Linked DNA regions of Anas platyrhynchos: region 2 is linked to region 1. Evidence: chromatin contacts called from public Hi-C data. All regions are on one chromosome and are shown on one strand. The core of a region is the stretch at or near the end of the contact, and the rest is flanking DNA. Distances in the headings are between cores, read along the strand shown. Region 1 overlaps LOC140002117 (a long non-coding RNA gene). Region 2 overlaps LOC113843132 (a long non-coding RNA gene).

What was found. Hi-C and Micro-C count contacts between places; a contact is called where the count stands out from the background.
Region 2: a Hi-C map of skeletal muscle shows a contact between it and region 1, with 3 times the contacts expected there. The contact joins two enhancer-like sites. A contact is called at or near these places in 3 of 8 Hi-C or Micro-C datasets (liver, skeletal muscle and subcutaneous adipose tissue).

What each region holds. Positions count from the first base shown.
Region 1 is chr3:26,867,808-26,871,250 of IASCAAS_PekinDuck_T2T, forward strand. All of the region lies in intron 1 of LOC140002117 (a long non-coding RNA gene), which reads right to left. Among named protein-coding and RNA genes, the nearest start is that of IRF2BP2, 79 kb to the left of the region's middle. Within about 2 kb of position 1,659, at least 5 of the 8 cell types and tissues checked have an H3K27ac peak or open chromatin away from gene starts, as enhancers often do.
Region 2 is chr3:26,902,453-26,906,009 of IASCAAS_PekinDuck_T2T, forward strand. LOC113843132 (a long non-coding RNA gene) reads right to left here. Exons shown (of 3, transcript XR_003496167.3): 2 at 772-3,510. Among named protein-coding and RNA genes, the nearest start is that of TOMM20, 59 kb to the right of the region's middle. Within about 2 kb of position 1,984, at least 2 of the 8 cell types and tissues checked have an H3K27ac peak or open chromatin away from gene starts, as enhancers often do.

The DNA of each region.
Region 1 (3,443 bases), core at 409-2,908:
GTAGTCACCCTCTGGTCCCACCAGCCCAACACAGGCATGTGTCCAGTCCAAATCCCAAAGCCAGCATGGCAGCTAACACCCAGAGCAGCAGCAGAGGTTGGGAGGATGAGGGCATCCTCACACGTGAGGCCACAGGTCCCCATGTCTGCACTGCAGCTACCTGCCTGCATGGTGAGGCCTCCACACCACGCTTGCTGCACCTGCTCTCTGGGGTTATCAGCCTCCAAGGCTGTGAAACTGGTAATCTATAAAAAGCATGAGTCACAAAGTCTCATATCCTTCTCCGGTTTAAAGTGTTTCCTAGAACTGCACCGACTGCAAGGCCTTGAAGGCTCGACTGTTTACTGAAATAAAAAAAATTCCCCCTTCTGCTCTTGTGCAATGCCGCCCGAAACAAGTCTGTTTTGCTTTGTCTCATGTTTAAAAAGTTCCTCAGCAGAAAATAGGTAGTAATGAGAGAGGAAATGGGAAAAGGGGAGCTGCAGCAACCAAAAAGCTCACCTATTATAACACGAAGTGCACTCCTACTAGCTCAAGGAGGCAGAAAGTCTTCTGCCTTGCCTACCCTGCATGGACAAGCAGACAACTGAGAACAGGCAGGGCAGACATTTCTACACATTTAGCCCATTAGGACAAGGAACAGGAGAATATGCTGGCACCGTGTGACCTCAGAGACATCACCAAAGGGAAAGGTGACACAAACATCCTGAAAGTTTGTCTCTGCATCCCAAGGTGGACCCACCTCCCCATCACAGCAGAGCACAAGGGCAGTGACACAGCCCCAGGTGCAGGAGCAGAGCAAACACGCTCATGGCAGCCTGCGCACAGGGGCACCAGGGAGCTGGGCAGGTGTTCCCCCACAGCTGGGGGCTAACAACAGCACCCCTGGGCTCCATAAGCCTTGCATGGGTGGTACACACCTGACAAGTATGCTGCACTTGGAGTGAGCTGTTCCACTGCTTTCTGCTCTGCTGGGGAGCCAAAACGTGACAGTACTCCCGTGAGATTGCTGTTCCTTGGTCATGTAGTCCAGAAATATTTTTCTTTTTTTTTTTCTCCAGAGGAATAAATGTGTTCTTTACATGCAAGTGAAAACAGTTAAAAACTTTCATGCATTCAGCTCTCTGTGCTCAAAGAGTGCCAATGGGAGAGGAGCTAGGTTCTCATTCTCTCTCCCCAGCCTTATCTGCTGCTTGATTACACCAAGAAGCCCTTTCATAAGACTCTAGTAGGATGCCAGTGCATGTAGCCCAGGCCACTGAAGTATCCCCCAGCCTCAGGAAAACCTGGCAACCCACGATGTTTTAGCACAAGCTCGGAGCCAGTATACTACAGGACAGGGATAGCACTTCCCAGGGCAGGAAGCACTCCTGAAGCTGCTGAGAACCCACTGTTACCCTCATTGCTGTCCCACTCTTGATCACAGTGAGATAAACCTTTGTTTAAAGCCCAAACTCCCATGAGAAGCTGTCCAGGAGGCAGACCCTCCACCTCTCCTCCAGCAGCCATCTTGTCACCTCGTATCAAGCTGCAGCAGCCCATGTGGGCAGGAGGGCTGACCAGGCCCTGCTCCCTCCAGCAGCAGGCACCCTCTCCAGTTTCTCTGAACTTCACCTCTATTTGCTCTTGTTGTTAGCTCCTAAGCAGGAACAAAACAGCAGAAGCGCCGTTTAGTCAGTTTTGGTATTGCACAACTGAAAGAAAATAGGAAAGCACCCGCAGGAACTGAGCCAAGTCAATAATGGAGACAGATTAAGCAATACGTGCACCTGGCTGTCAGAAGTGCAAGATACTCTCTCTTTAGTAATTACAGAGCAATTATGAAGTTAACAGCAACTCCAATAAGGACATATATTTCACAATACAATTTTGTTCACAATCCATCAGGAACAGTCACTCCAAGGAGATACAGCTCTGAAACTAAACTGTCCTCATCCCTGCAGGCATAATCCTCTAAACACCAGTCTTTGGTGGGGTAGGATCTTGCACTAGGTCATAATTAAGTGATTACTTATTAACAGGATGTAATTGAAGCTTTACTTCAATGTGACTTAAAAATCCCACTTTTAAGATAGGTAATAAAAACCATGATAAAATGTAGAGCTTGGGTATTGGGTTTTAGAAAGCGCAGTAAGCCTGTCATTCTGCAAATCCAACAACAGATTGTAGCTGGGTTTCAAGACATCTGAACACACAGAAGCCTGTTCTGGATGTTGAGGATGAAAAGCTTCATATTTGTGCCCTCTTTGTAGTGGTAAAGTGGGATGATCTCAGTCTACCCACTCTATCCAAAGAGTGAACAGGGCACGAACTACAACAAGGGCCAGAACAGATCGATGCCTGAATTTAAGATACTAAATCAAACTCAGGTCTGCTGAGGTCCATAACATCTGACTTGCACTGACATTCATCTTGGCTTCAAACTATCGATTTCATGCCTGGTCTAAGAGAAGAAGCAGCCTGCCTTGTTCTCCACACCACACAGCAGCACGGAGCACAGGCCTTCTGCTGTGGCACAGCACTGCCATGGCTCACAGCCAGCAGCACCGAGCATTGCCTCATCACCGTTTGCCTACGGGGACCAGAGGTTACGGAGCAAGTGACTCAGGTTGGCTGCTCCAGCACCCAGCCTGACCTCCTGCCTGACACAGGCTGCCCCAGCACACGCAGCAGAGCCTGCGGGGACGCCCCTCGGTACTGAGGAACCACTTCCCAGCACTGCAGGTGGCTATCAGCCGTCCTTCCCACTGCCATACACCCACTGAGGCAGGAGGTGACATTTTAGCAGACACTCTGCTCCCCCCACCTTGCTCCGCCTCTGCAGTGCACTGTGGACAAGCCCGTCCCCACAGCCACAAAACAAAGGGCAGCCCAGCCACACGGCCACGAAAAAATCATTCAAACCCACGAGAGGGGAAGAGAGCGTGCACAACACGGATGACACTGGGTGAAGCAGTGCTGCAAGCAGTGCTGCCAGCATGTGCTTAAAACCCACTAATTGTCTTCTCTAAGGGACTTTCTGTGCAAGAGCAGCCAGCCAGGAAGCCTTCCATCAAGCCTAGCATTAATCTCCTCACTGTCTCTTTCTCATATCTCCTTTCAGGCTTTATTTCATTCAAGTAGTGAAACCTGTTGTGGTTTACTTTGATAAAGGTAGAGTCAGCCACTCAGTGTTTTCAGGCAGCAGGGATGTTTTACTATCTCTTGCTGCATCTCCAGCACAGCTGAAAAGGTGCTATTGTGGTTTGACAGCCAAGGTGATATATGATTCTATCAAGAGGTAACCAAATAGCTAAGTGCTCTATAAGTATTAAATAATTAATTATCAGAACCCCTGGCAGAAAGATAACCAAGGATTATCCCCACTCTCCAGACGAGAAGAATGTTTTTGTAACAAGACATGGTAATAAGAGCAACCCAAAGTTCACTGTGAGCGAGCAAAC
Region 2 (3,557 bases), core at 734-3,233, 35 kb after region 1:
GAATAGGCAGGAAAGCAGGGCTGGTTCTGGGGAAGAAATGTTTCTTTCATTTCCTTCCCTCTCTAATGTCGGTGGATATTAATTTTAAACCTTGCTGGCACTCCACCATAAGGAGAGTGAAAGATCTTGTTCTTTCATCCAAACCAGTATCAAATAGGTGTAGCTCAACATTTAAAGCAACCCCACCAAGTCATTTAGTCCCAAAAAGGACGATGGCTTTCATGGCAACTCAGAATTTGCCATATTAGATGTAGTGGATGACAGGATCACAAGTCTGACTGCTTTATTCCAGAAGTGACCCATACTTCATCCTGTGCTTCAGAGAAGGATGAAAGGCCTCCATAACGCCTCCTAAACATAACCATATGGAAACATCTTGTCGAGTTTTAAAAAGCATAAGCAAATAGGGTCCTAGAGAAATACTGGGAAAGTGTGGCATTCATCTCTGAAATCTTGGAGGGATTAACGGAGCGATTATAGTGCCCCACATTTCCTACAGCAGGGAAGCATTCTGCTGCTGTGTTCCACACACAGTGACGAGGAGGACATTTCAGCACAGAAAACAGGGCAGAATGCAAAAATATCCCGGTGCCCAAATCTGCCAAAAATCAAACCCTTAACCTGTTTGCAATGCAGGCAGTCCCGGATCGGGTCTGTGTACCTTCAGCGTTGTACAAGGACAGTAGCCATAAAGATTCAGAACGAGCACGAGGACCGGTGAGGCCATTAATAACAGTAATAAATGCTGTTCTGCTTGAGGAAAACACTTACCCGAGGAATAAAAACAATCATCTTAGAATACGCTATGTCCTCTGTGAAATTCCCACCGCATTTGCACAACGCCACAGCAATTAAGGAGCAGCTCCCCGTGCCAGCGAGCAGGCTGCCGGCCCCCCATGCCACCAGATGCTGCTCGGGGCATCGGGAGGGCTCCCAGCAGGGCTGCTCCTGCCCATCCGAGCCTCTCCTGCTCACACCTTCTTCCCCCCCGGGTGGTAAATGCGGCTCTCGCTCTGCCAGCCGGTGGGGTTACTCCTTTGCTGGAGAGCCTGGCGGGCCGGCGTGCTGCTGCCGAGGTGCTGCAGGGTGTTGCACAGCTCAGAAACCAGCCAGGGTTGTGCAATGATAGCCTCCCGCCGCCAGCCAACTGAGGACTGTGTCAGGCCGGCATGAAAACAAGCCTGGGAGCGAAAGGAGGGAAGATTAAAGCAAAGAGGCAGCATGTTTTTTAATTGTGCCTTAGAATTCCTAATCTAGTTAATGGCCCTTCTAGCCCATCTTGTGTAAAGAAACGAGCATGTGGCATGTACTGAAGAAGGATCAACACTGACACACCGACAGATGCGCTTATTGGCACAAGAGACTCGATTATTTCTTGGACTGGGTTTTTCTACTTGCAAGCCAGCCAGCAGCAACTTGCTTTTTTGGAGGGGAAGGGAAGGATCAAACAATCGCTGCAGAGGGATATTAGTTCCCTGGCACTCAGTCTTCTTCCATTACAGACTTTGCTCAAACGAGAGACAATGCTGCCGTTCCTTCCCCCTGACTCACTGGCAACCCTTTCTCCATCTCTGTTTTGCTGCTTTGGAGATTTTTTTGGCTGGATCCTGATCAGCCCAGCCTGCCCTTTTATCCTCTGCCTCTGCGCTTCCAACACTTGTGTGTCCTTCATCCTTCCCCAGAGCTCCTCCGTGCAGTGGAGGACTGCAAGTCACCAAAGCACCCAAAAGTTAAACACGGCCAACTTGATACCGGGCAGTTTTTCACGCCTGCTTGAGGAGTACACCGAGGGGGCACCATGGCAAAGCCCCCTGAGCATGTGGGGACCCGTGCGGTGAGCGGCTGTCCGACAGGAGGGTCACAGCTAAGGGCTGGCAGCACGCAGAGGAGAGCCAGGTCCGGTCCCTCATCTCAGGAGAGCCGTCCCACTGCTGACGGAGAGCTGCCCGCGGGAGGGAGACCAGAGGAATTCAGGATGAGCCCTGCATGGCTGGAAGGTGGAGTTGCAAAACCCCCTGGAGCCTGGCCAGGACACCGGAGGCAATGTCTGAACAAACAGCACTCGAGGAGGCACAGGAGCTTTCACCATGCTGTTAGAGGGCTGCTGGAGGGCTTGTGCCCTGCTGCCGTTCTCAGGCTTTTCTCAGCATCCGAGCTGGATGTTAGCAGAGGCGGACTCACACAGGAGGAGGAGGAGAGAAGGAGGAAGAGGAAGAAAACACCATCCTCCAGAGAAGGAGTGCAGCAGGGGTGGCAGAAAGCACACAATCAAGTTCATGATTGCCAGTAAAAATGGTTCCCTGTGAACTTAGGAGATGCTTCCTTGTGCCAGCCATAACTAGCTTCAGCCTCCTGGTGACTCCTGGTGCTCACCCAGAGGTGCACTTTCATTTGCACAAGCCCAGGGACAGCCACGCATCTTGAGATCGCAAAATGATGTGGATTGAAAAGCCCCCAAAAAGCCGAGTCCTGCCTCAGCAGGGACACCGCTCTTCAGAAATACAGAATATTCCTTCCCAAAGCTCCCTGACAAACATGAGTCCATCATGGGGAAGGGATAAGCTGGGCAGTGAAATAGTGTAACTGTCTGTTAATGCCATTCGGGATGCTGTTGAAAGAATTCTGGAACAACCATGAGACTTTTTGGATGCTCAAACACTGAATGAGTCAAAAAATCATCTGTGTCCTACAGAGAAACATTTTAGAAAACAAAGCAGTTGGCTTCTAGCAACATGATGTAACCTTGGTTTTTCCTCCCCTTATTGTAAGTGCATCTCTGGGTGTTTGCTTTTAAAGCTGTATCCATTAATAATGTGCCTTTATATTTATTTAGAGATATGTCAAACAAGGAGCGCTTATCCGTAGCCCCAGGCAACCCAACAATTTTAATATATAAACAGCTATATAAATGAGCCTTATAATTGTCCAACAAAAACTTCAGCAACAAAGAATCCCATCTGCGCACCGTCTCTTCTCAGGATGCTCAAAATTCAGCATCCACTTCAGCAGCCAAGGAGAATAAATAAGCTTTCCAAGGGAACCAGCTCGGGTTATTGCAGACCAAATGAAAGAACAAGGTGTTTGCCTTTTTTTTATCTTAAGGAAAAAAGAAAATCAGAAATGGAAAAACATGGGCCAGATTTTCAAGCAAACTCAACACGTTGCCTGCCTAAATTACACTCACATGCAAGTGCATGCAAATGCATCGTTCCCCTGGTCATTTGCCTGAACTGCATCCACATTTTCCTCAGATGCCTCCTTGAGCACGACACGACACGCATGAGCAGCCTCCCCGGCCTCTCAGAAATCAGAGCATGGGCACACTGGTGGGAACAGAGGAAACACCTGCATTCCTCTGCAGCAAAAACGCAGCCAAAATAATGATGAGGCTGAGTAAAGCCTGGCTGAACGTAAAGGTCAGGGCGCCGGGACGTGGCAGAGCTCAGGGGCTTCCTCACGAAGCTTGGCAGGGGGATCCTTATCCTCTTATGCTTTTTACACATATTTCAGCTGGGGAGAAAAAAAAAAAAAAGCCAAGTGAAAATAAGCAACCATTT